Linked DNA regions of Gossypium arboreum: region 2 is linked to region 1. A link is a contact called in public Hi-C data. All regions are on one chromosome and are shown on one strand. The core of a region is the stretch at or near the end of the contact, and the rest is flanking DNA. Distances in the headings are between cores, read along the strand shown.

The links. Hi-C and Micro-C count contacts between places; a contact is called where the count stands out from the background.
Region 2: a Hi-C map of leaf shows a contact between it and region 1, with 2.7 times the contacts expected there. The contact joins the enhancer-like site here to the promoter of LOC108488840 in region 1. A contact is called at or near these places in 2 of 5 Hi-C or Micro-C datasets (both in leaf).

The regions. Positions count from the first base shown.
Region 1 is chr10:108,446,282-108,452,064 of ASM2569848v2, forward strand. It overlaps LOC108488840, which reads left to right and starts at 3,082. Exons shown (of 3, transcript XM_017793122.2): 1 at 3,082-3,308; 2 at 3,390-3,643; 3 at 4,422-5,032. The coding sequence starts at 3,150. The coding sequence ends at 4,800. It overlaps LOC108489214 (protein FAR1-RELATED SEQUENCE 11-like), which reads left to right. Exons shown (of 5, transcript XM_017793578.2): 4 at 311-754; 5 at 848-1,838. The coding sequence ends at 1,702.
Region 2 is chr10:108,557,853-108,563,975 of ASM2569848v2, forward strand. No RefSeq gene overlaps it. Among protein-coding and RNA genes, the nearest start is that of LOC108489199, 25 kb to the right of the region's middle. Within about 2 kb of position 4,064, at least 2 of the 2 cell types and tissues checked have an H3K27ac peak or open chromatin away from gene starts, as enhancers often do. A contact at or near this core is called in leaf, where this site is marked.

The DNA.
Region 1 (5,783 bases), core at 1,832-4,331:
CGATGGGGCTCCTGCCTCAGACTTTGCACCCTTTTTTGGGATAATTAACTTCACACACTTCGATTTCTCCTAATTCATTCTAGAGTTTGGGTGCTGTTAAAGTATAGATTATGGGATGTAAATATGCACATGGAGTAATTTAATCTCGAAGTTAAAAACATTAAGGTGAATGGAGTTTTAAAGTGCAATTGATGCATATTTGATTCTTTAAGTTTCTAGTCCTTATGCTCCTCATTTTCCTTTTTGTGTTTTTTTTTAGTTCTCTGATTGCACGTCTTTCTGATTCTTGATGTTCCCAATATTTATGCAGACATTTTTGGGCTTCATGAAAGGAAAGGCTCCACAAACCCTACTAACTGACCAAAATATGTGGCTGAAAGAGGCAATTGCTATTGAAATGCCTGAAACGAAGCATGCTTTTAGTATTTGCCACATTATCTCAAAGTTCTCTGATTGGTTCTCTGTTTTGCTTGGGTCACGATATGATGACTGGAAATCTGATTTTTATCGGCTTTATGGTCTGGAGCTGTTAGAAGAATTTGAAGAAGAATGGAGAGAAATGATTGATAAATATGGACTCCATGATAATAAGCACATTATCAGCTTATATGCATTGCGGACATTTTGGGCTTTGCCATTCTTGAGGCCTTACTTCTTTGCAGGTTTGACAAGTTTATGTCAATCAGAGACCACTACTACTTTCATCCAACGGATTTTGAGTGCACAGTCCCTACTAGATCGTTTTGTAGAACAAGTGCGCAATTTTTTTTTTCCTCCTCCCGTATTTTGTTGATATAGATTTCTTTTACTATGCCAAATCTTATTGAACATTTTTTTTCTTTTGTAGGTGGCTGAGGTTGTTGAATTCAATGACCGTGGTTCCAAGCAAAAGCAGCCAAGGAAATCGCAGAAAGTCTGCCTTAAAACAGGCTCACCAATTGAATCTCATGCGGCTACTGTTCTTACACCGTATGCCTTTGGTAAGCTCCAAGAAGAGCTTTTATTGGCTCCACAATATGCATCCTTTGTGGTTGATGAAGGCTGCTTCGAGGTCAAACACCATACCCAAATGGATGGAGGGTGTAAAGTGATCTGCGTTCTGTGTGAAGAGCAGATTAGTTGTAGTTGCCATCATTTTGAGTTTTCAGGTATTCTTTGCAGGCATGTTCTTCGTGTTCTATCTAGTAATAACTGTTTCCATATTCCAGACCCATACCTGCCCAGCCGTTGGCGTTTGAATAGTTCGTCTTCCATAAACCCATTAAGCAATGCAACGAGACAGCACTCCGAAAAGATTCAGTTGTTAGAGTCCTTGACTTCAGCACTCATAGCAGAGTCAATCGAAACAAAGGAACGCCTCGATGTTGCTTGTGAGCAAACCGCCATGGTTCTTTCCCGCATCAAGGACCTTCCTAGGACGACACAAAGTGCAAATGATATCGTATACAATTGTCCATCTGATTTGATCTTACCAGAGGTAGAAGATACAGATGGAATTGTTCAAAGCTTCACAATGGGGACTTCTCATGAACCTCTCACTTCAGGAAAGCTGAAGGATAGAAGGCCAAGAGATGGGATTGATATAACTCGAAAACGAAGACATTATTCTGATTCTTGCTGTGGGCATTTCGAACATGATTCATCAGATTGCCCAATGATGGAAGGGGACAATTTGAATGGAGATGCATTAGGATATATTTAAGTTGAAGCATCAGAAGCCTTTAGTAGGTTTACAAACAACAAATGCTTGATGTTATTGTTAGTTACTCTTCCAAATTTTAGATGGAAAAAAAAGAATCCCATAAATCCAAATATAAAGATCTGTCTAGGATTACAAATGTCAGATTCCAACCTTTAAATTCGCTAAATACCATCATTTAGAGATAGTTTATTTTTTTTTTTTTAAATTATTCTACTGTATAAGTAACAACTTTGTGAAACATAAACTTTGAAGTTTATGCTGAAAGATGAATTAATTATATAATTGTAATATATTCTTGGAATAAACCAGAGAAGATTAGAAGGCACTGCAGCAAACCGACATCAATATTCTTAAGTCATTGTTGCATTTGTTCTTTCAGGGGGGGTATCACTTTGTTGGGTTATTATTCCTTTCTCTAAAGTTGGCAAATCTCAACAATTGAAACTTTAGGCATCTAGGAACTTTATGTTTTGTTTGGTCAACATTGAAAGCCAAACCTGTTTTGTTTCATTTTTATAGTAATTAAATCTCTAAACTTCAAAATTTTGTTAAAATGTCCATGGTTAATTAGTAATCGAATTAGTTAGTTATTAATTTTTAATTTGATTGGTTTAATCATTGATTTAGTTTCAATTAAATAAATTATTAAAAAATTAAAAAAAATCATAAAATCCATTCAACCATATAGACTTGATCAAAATTTTATTTTAATTTAATTGATTCAGAAAGTTCGTAATTTAACTAGTTTAATTTTATTTAAACTAATTGATCAATTAATTTTCGATCCAATTAATTTAATGTATCAATCTAATTCCCAACGTTTGTCGGATCCAATGCTAAGTTAAGTGGCATCTTAATGGAAAAAACAGTAATGAGAAAGCTTATTCATATTTAGTGAGGATACAGATAAGAACCTTTGACCATGTACTTGATAAAATTGTTATTTAACTTCTCCAAAAAAAATATAATTCATATCTTGATTTTTTTTAAGCTTTTAACTTAAATCAAAATTTAATGTGACATAGAGAATATAAAAAATAATCATAATGTGAGCTGAAACAGTAACATTGGTATCAGGAGACTGTTTTTCTATTACAATTGCAATGTCTAAGAAATTCCACTTTGAGGCAAAGGTAAAGAAAAAGAAAGGATGGGAAATGCACTTTGAGATAAAAGACGGTGGAAGATGGTGAAGTCTCTAATATTTTACACGTGTCTATGATGAAGCAAAGCCCATTGTGGCCTTCATCTTTAGAAAAATTATAGAAAAAGCCACAATCAATGTGAATAACTTCACAGTAAAGGCCAGAATCATTGGAATCTTTGGGCTTTAAGCAACCTTTGCTCCAAGCTATTCTATAATTCCTTCAGTTTTGGTAGCGCAAACCATTTAATTCCCCGCCCGCCCATCAACTCCTTGCATGAATTCCGTTTTTGTTGCCCGAAAATGCCTAAAACAGTAGGTGTCACACATGCTGATCTCGCCCCAAGTCGTCGAAGCACCGAATTAGGCAGCAAAACCGGTGTTGCTTTCATAGTTGTCACCATCATATGTGGTCTCTTCTGCTTCGTACTTTGCCTCATAGCCGAAGCCACTCGTTCCCAGGTACTTAACTCTCCCCCCTCCCCCCCCTTTTCCCTTTATGTCCTCGCTTCAGTTCGTTGATATACACATGATGTGGCGTAGGAAAAATGGGTGGAGAGTGGAGAAGACGGGAAAGACGTGAAATATGAATGCATATACAGTGGAAGCGGGAAGATGGCATTGTTGTGTTCAGCAGTGGCATTTGTGGGACTTGCAGTGGTGATGTTGGTGGAACATATGTACATGTTGATTGCGGTGAGTAAATCACCGCCGCCGGTTCTGCTTTCATGGGATCCTGATTCCACTCAGTTCAAGACTCTCACCTGGCAGGCTGGATTTTTCTTTGTCACCACTTGGTAACATTCTCAAACATACACTATCAGCCTTCATTCTGGGTTTCACCGCCCTTTTCAATTGCATTGCTTCATCTTCGTGCCCTTTTTCCAGTTTTTTTTTTCCTATGCTGCTTATGAATTTCGATTACCCTTTTCTTTAAACTATTAAGGTTAACTGTATCTTACATCAAACTATGATACAAATTCTAAATTCGAACTTATACTTTAGAAGTTTTCATTGGGCCCTTAAAACATTATCTTAAACATTAAATAACTTGGCTACCTTTGACTACGGTTTTGTAGATATATATATTTACTTTATAGATAACAAGGCTTAACTTTTAAATAAATAAATAATCAATTAAACGAGGGTTTAATAGAAAATTAGCAATTAATTAAGCTATCAAATTTTTTAGATTAATTTTTGACTAAGGGCTCAATTAGGTGTTTTTTTCCACTAGAGTTCGAATTGATTATTAATTTAGAACTTTTTTTTTATCATTTAAGCTTAAAAATAGTCATTTTAAATTTTATTAACATCATCACAATCATATGTTGTTTATCGTATTAAATTCAAACTCTCTATGCGGTTGGTACACACATGTTTATAATTTAGTTCTTGTATTTTGAATATAACCCACAATCAGTATGTCTAAATTGACGACTAAAATGATACTTTAAAGATGATTTTAAAGTTTCAGGATCAATTTTAAAATGTCCAATAATTTGAGGACTTCTGGTGAGATTAATTCAATTATAAAAGCAAAGCAGCTGAAGTTTTCATTGATTCCAATTTCAGGCTTTGCTTTGCGGTGGCTGAGATTTTGTTGTTGATAGGGCTAAGTGTGGAATCGGGACATTTGAAAAACTGGTCGAAACCGAGAGAAAGCTGTCTCATAATCAGAGAAGGCTTGTTTTGTGCGGCTGGTGTGTTGACATTGATGACCGTTTTCTTGGCGGCTGGCCTCTACTTGACTGCATTACATGCCCAAAAGTTGTTCCAACAACAGCAACTTGTTCGCCAACAGGTACTTGAAACAACCGTCCTATACACATCACCACCTGGTTCGCCACCACATCGGTTGACAACCATGGCGAGAGAAGACCCGGTGATCACAGAGTTGCCGAACCAACCACCTCCGTTTTCGTTTTCCGGGAGATTTCAGAAAGCAATTTGATGGTTGTATTTAGAGCAAAATAAATTGGGTGCCTGGGGCAAAAGCTGAAGGCACAAACTAGAGCTATATTTGCATTAGATATACCAAAAGAAAAAAATAATTACTCTTTTGATTTTTGTAAATGATAATTTTTTATACAATGAAAAAAGTATATAACTTTAAATTGCGGTATGATATTTGCATGATCATAGTAAAGGAAATAAAAAGTAACGGTGTACGAAATTTTTAGTGAGATTTTTTCTTAAATTAAAATTGGAATTTTGCGAGGGGCAAGTAAGGATGTTTGCCCATTAATTATATTTTGATTCTTGGTCCTTTTAAAAATTGGGTTAATATGTATATAAGTTTAAATTAACTTTACTATTATACTTCACTTAGATTGATATTTGTCATTATCTTTACAAACTAAAGATAATTTGATCACTATACTTTAATTTTATTTTTAATTTTATTGCTTTAGATTGATTTTTACATTACTGTTAATTTTTTAATTAAATTTTGCTATTCAATTTAAGTTTAAAATAATTTGAAAAGACAAAATTTAATATAAAATATTTTTATTTTGCTTTTAATATTTAACAGCAATAAGTTAATTAATACAAAATTAAAAATAAATAAAATGTATATTTTATAAAATAAACTTAATTTTTTATAATATATTTTTTTTCAAGTTTTGTTTCATTAAATAGAAATTCTAATTTAATTTATTAATTTTAATATTTATAAGTTAAATTATTATTAACTATTAAAATAAAATATTTGAAAAAATTTCTTATTAAATTATGTTTTCAAATCATCAAAATTCATATAAAGTGGCAATTTTAATTAAAAACAACGTCGGCAGAAAATTTTAATAATATTCAAAGTTTAACAGTAAAAGTCAATTACATAAAGTTGAATGGCAAATTTACTCATATTTTTAAAATATAATGACAAATATCAATGAAAACAAAAATAATGGCAAATTCAATATTCACCAATTG
Region 2 (6,123 bases), core at 2,814-5,313, 110 kb after region 1:
TGGTAAGTTTCCAAGTAATGACTAGAGTGAGGGGTGGATTATTGGAAGTAATTTCCCCACAGCAAACAATAAGGTAAAATCAGGGTAGGTTCGCCAAGATGGCGCTGTCCAATATGAGTACAACCCATCAAAGGGATGTCAATGAGTCCTTCGGGACTATGGTATGTAAAAAGAGAGTTCGCCAAGAACTGGTTCGACCAAGGGTAAACCGCCAAGGAGAGGGATGACCTAAAGATCCTTGGGCGGAAGTCAAAATAGTTATCATAGAAGCCATCTATCACCTTGTATGTTTGGTGTATAAAAAGAAGGAAAGAGGAAAAGTAAAGGTAGGTCTTACTAATATGGCAAGGTATCTGACGTACGGTCGAGTGAAAAGCCTAATCAAAATAAAAAACACTCGCCTTGAGCGAGCAGGGAGTAAATTTATGTTTAGTTTATTTCATAATTGTTACCTTCGTATGATAATGTTTAATTATGGTGTAGTAAAGGAACTCACTAAGTTCATTTGAACTTACAAGATTTTATTTGATGTTCGCAAGACTTGTGAGGACGATTGAGAACTTCGATGAGGGACCAAGCCAGAGAAAAATGAGATCAAGGTTCGTAGGCAATTAGAGTCATGCACATAAGAAGAGGGTGCCACTGGAGGCTTCACCCTAGAATCGGTTATGTAATAGTTATATAACATCCTCCAAATTTGGATTTTTAAATAGCAAACAGTAGTTAATTGTTGAGATTGTTTGTACCCAATAGATGGATTTGAAACCGACTTGAGGGACCCAACTTTTAATGGCTTAAAGCCTTAGTTGTAAGAATTATTCTTTTTTAATTTCATGATTAGAAATTTTTATTTTTAAACTGTTTTATAGCAATTAAGGTAGCAAAATTAAGAATATGTGAACCTGGTCCATTTGTGATGCACCATACCCGGATTCGGCAAACGGGTCGAGCATGGGTGTTTCACTTTTTTTTTAAAGGTCAAATTTTACTATTAATTGTTTATTATGCTTAAGTTGAAAATTTAGTACATGTACTCTACTTTGATTATTTTTAATCTATATAATTTTCAAATTTTGAAATTTTAATCTGATTAAATCGTAGTCATTAAATTCATTAAATTAAATTATGTTATTTATAAAATCTTAAGCATAAAATAAATTATGACATATATAATGTTAGTTCAACTTGTTCTTTTCACATAATACATACAAAAAAGTCATCATTTTAGTTAATGCATTTAATAAATATCTTTTTAGTCGAATTAAATTTTTAAATTTGAAAAATATAAAATTAAAAATGACATAAAATTAATAGCAAAATTTTACCCTAGCAACTATCACTGCTAATGTTTACATCAGGGTTGAAATTTAAATATATATATATATATATATTAAAACTAAAATTCACTGAATTAGAGAATAGGAATTTACATATGATATAACGACTCTTTGTAATTTATAGAAAATTACTTGATAGTTTAATTAATATTTTAAAGTGTCTTTTTTTTATAAATGAATTGTTTTTAATAAAACATTATATTAAAATTTATGACATGATTACCTTTATAATAGTTTTTGTTAATTTTTAAAATTATTTTTAATAGAATTGATATTTGATTGGTCTAGGATATTAGTTTTTATATAAATTATATTATTACACAGTTAAGATGTGAGAGAAAAATTACATAATAAATTTATAAAAGTGATATAAAAATTAAATGTGATTGTAATTGAAATGGTAAAATTGATATAGTGAGAACTTGGTGTTTTGGGTTCGTATCATAATATTTCCATAATATGTATCAAGGGTAAAGCCAAAAATTATTTTTTCTCGGTGGAGAGGACGGAATTAAATTATTTATTTTTATGATAACTAAAGTGTAATTTCATCATTGTATTAACTTATATATTTATAATTTTTAAAGATTTAAATTAAAATTCTATCATTTGGGGAAAAGTGTAATTTGATGATTTACTAACTTAGAAATTTATAAATTCTAAAGGAAAATTACTATTTCCCTATTTTAGGGGAGCATTGGCCACTTCCAACGCCCCTTTAGTGTCAATTGAGCCTTAGTTCGGTTGGCATTAGTATTGTTGCTCATTTGAGGACACAAGTTTAAATGCGTTCAAACTTATTTTCTCCTCCTATTCAAGGGTTGGAGTAAGGTTATGGATAACTTTAAATATTATATCAAAATATACAAATAAGACATAAATATTCTTAAAATAATATTTATTACTTTATAAAAAAAACTTGTGATACTTTTACAATTAAATTAAAATTCAATTAATAAATAATATCAATTCAATTAACTATATTCATATAGATACTAATTAAGTTGATGATATCAAAATGATTCAACGTTAGCAATAGCCATTTGTTGGTAGAGAGCGGAATACTTAGTTTTAGGGATAACTTTTTTTATATTTAAAAGAAAAAAAACAAGGAAAAGAGAATGATTTGAAAGATTTAACGGTTAGTTTGTAGTGATAATAAAAAATGAAAGCAACATTTTTATAATAATAACGATATAATTTCCCCTTTAGGAGAGACTTACGGTATAGTGAATTTGAAAGGGACTGCTCATTTTTTCTCCATGAGATATTATTATTATTATTAATGTGTGTGCATTTTTGGCCCAACCTCTACAGGCTGGAATCAGAGATTCACAATAATTCAATTTTCCTTTTCCCTTTCTTACGTAAATTATTTTAACAATTTCAATTGTTTAATGTGCAATTTCTCTAAAAAGAGCACAGTACATCTTGATGGATTCAACTCAAACTTTTGCAATGTTTGTAAATCCAAACATGGAATAAAACTATAACTCAATATATTAATTATGCTTATGACATTCTTTTTATCAATAAATTACTTTTATTAAAATTTAAAAATTATATGAAGTTTGCATTCAAAGCAACATGAAATCGTATAAAGGAGGAAATTTTATCTCTTTACCATATCTTTTGCTTGCTTTTAACTTTTTGGACCCTAAGGAAGCTTTCCACACTTTACATTGCCACTAATCTTTTTGATTCTTTTAAAGCATGATTGCTTAATTGGAGCAGTCTAAGGACTAAAATCATCTTATAAATATAAAATCTTAGAGTTATGATTAATTTGTTTTCATTAAAACATAATATGATTAGAGGTGTCTATGAGTTGAACTGAATCAATTTTAAATTAAGTTCACACCATGATAGTAATATCATATCTTGTTTTACTCAAATTATGATTCTAATCAAATTCAATTAAACTCATATATATTTATAAATAGTTAACTAAGTTAATTTAGGTTCATTTTATTTCTTAATAAATTAGATCAAGCCCATCAATATGTTTTCATTTTATTAAATTTGTACCCATAAATAACTTTATACATTTTTGGTATTTACGTTAGGGAGAGATCTATTTATATCGTGTAAAAGCGAAATTAGTTTTACAACCTTCTATAACTTTTTTACGATTAATATTTTAACCATTCAACCATCATATTTTATGCTCCATTCATGAAAATCATGCATGTCAAGTTTGACATAAAGTAAAAATTTCTAACCATTTATTTTTATGTAAAAAACTTTCAACTGTTAAATATATATTAATATAGACAATATTTTAGATTGATATGATGGAGATATTAAATCGATTCAAAATTTTACATGCATGACAAATATTTTTTTTGATAAATTCAATCGTTGGATTATTAAAATATTAATCAATTATGAAAGAGTTTAAAACCATTTTAGTTTTACATTGATATAAGCACCCTCCTTTCATGGATTATATTATTATATAATTAGTTTTCATAATGTATATAAATAACATTATTGGCCATAATTTTTTTTTTTTTTTTGCAATATTTTGGTACATAGGTGGAATGGGTGAAGCAATGTTGTTGTAAGGAACAATGTCTTTTTTCTTTTTGTATGAAAAAAGTGGTAGGAAAGGATTTTTAAAGGAGTTAGAAAAGGGACCTACAAAAGAGGGAAATATGTGGCATTATGACATGCAGTTGTGGTGGAAAGGTGGGTGAATTGTCAAGATTATCTCCACTAAACTGACACCAAAAAGAGAAAGATTTTGGACCCTTTGACCACTCCATGGATTGGTGACAAAGCATTAGAGTGATCCTAAATTCCAACCCTATCAAAACCAGACAAGAAGCAGAAGTGTTTGTTGGGTTGGCTGTCTACTTTGATACTGATGTGTGTTGGAAGAGAATTTTGTAGTTTGCTTTATTCTCAGCCCCTCCACATGACATGCATACCATCTGCCAAAATGTCCTAAATTTGATCATTTTCATGGCTTTTACATCCTTTATTTTCAGGAATCTTCCATAAAATCAGAATAGTTTTTATAAGCAATAATAAAAGAGGGAATGCACATCAGATTCTGGTGCACAAAAGCAGTCTTTTTCGCTCAATTAACAGATACTGTTGGAACTGTCAAAGAAACCAAGAATTGTTAGTTGAGGTTACTGATAACTGAATTATGGTTGTCAAAGTCAGTGTCTCAACTGTCACAATTGTCTGAAAATGTATGCCCAACACTTCAATATTCCAGTTTTACAAAGTTTTAAACATGCTTGGGTCAAAGAATAATATCTTTTATTTCAAGTTTTTTTAATTCTATAATGGTTTTTAAAAACATCTTCTATTCCTTTTTTTTTTAATATCAAATAAATACTTCGAATTAAAGAATTCTACCATAACTATTTATTTTAAAATATTAATTTTTAGTACAAAATAAATTACATCAACGAAGTTTAAACTTTCAACATATATTTATTAGGGTGTCAACAAGGGAACTTAACCACTAAACACTTTTGTTGTTCAGAAAATAGGCTTCTCCTTTAATTGATTCAATAAAAAATGGTTCATCAACGAAATTGTTTTTTTTAAAATTATATATACACTATACAGGTAAAAGCTGAAAATTAAGAAATGAAAACAAAACCGATAAAATCTTTATTTTTTAACAAAAAATTGTTTATTCATTATGTTTTACTTAATTTTCATTTTCCTATATTTTTAAAATTATTAATGATTTAAAGTTTAAAAATAATATAATTGATGGAATGAGCAGAAGGGCCTCTAATCATGATTCATAGAACCAATCCCCGGGATAAGAAAAGGAAAGTGAAAAAGAACCCATTGGTGTAAATGCTAAAAATGTGTTTGGGTTTGGTGGGGGTTTCAATGGGCTTAATATCCAACTTCATTTCTTGCCCTATCTCACATCTTCCCACCTTTTTCCTTATAACAACATTAGCCCCTGAATTAGGAGTTAGATTTTATTTTGTCATTTTTATTATGAAATAGATAAATTAGTCTCTATTCATAAGATTAAAAAGTAAATTAGTTCTTTCTGTTAATAGAAATGGATGGAACTGTAAAAAAATGGGTAAATTAGTCTTTATCCAATTTTTAATCGTAAAAATGAATAGAATTTTTAACAAAAGTGCTGGTTTACTCTTTAATCGAACATATAGGGACTAATTTACCTATTTTTTGAGTAGAGGGGGTAAAATCCAATTTGATTCTTGCTATAGAGGCCTCCATAATACTTTTATCAATTTTGGATGGAATCGATTGCAAAAATCATTTCGGAATTAGATTAAAATCCGATACTAATATATTGAAAAAAATTTAGGTTTTTGTTTCTCGTTACTTTTCAAAAATGTTTTTGGAATACTCATAAAGTTAAATAGATAACTTTTAAAGTAAAAGAAATAATTTTGAACACAAATGTAAAATCCTATTTCCTAATTTTTATATTTAGTAAAAACACTTTTAGAATCAAATAATATTTTTAACTCTAATTTAAAACTCAAAGTATTTTATATAATATTTATATTGAGTATACAATTATTTTTCTATTAAAATTTATTTTAAATATATAACATTATATATTTAAATTTGTAAAGAATATAAATTATGTATTCAAATTAAATTTTACAATTAATTAATATTAATTGCTTAAAATATTTAATAATAATTTATATTTCATATATTAAAATATTAATAATGAGTTGCAATATATTATATTTCATATTCAACTTAATATATCATTTGGTACTCTAGTTTGACTCTATTTTCTATTGTGGTACTTGTCTTACTT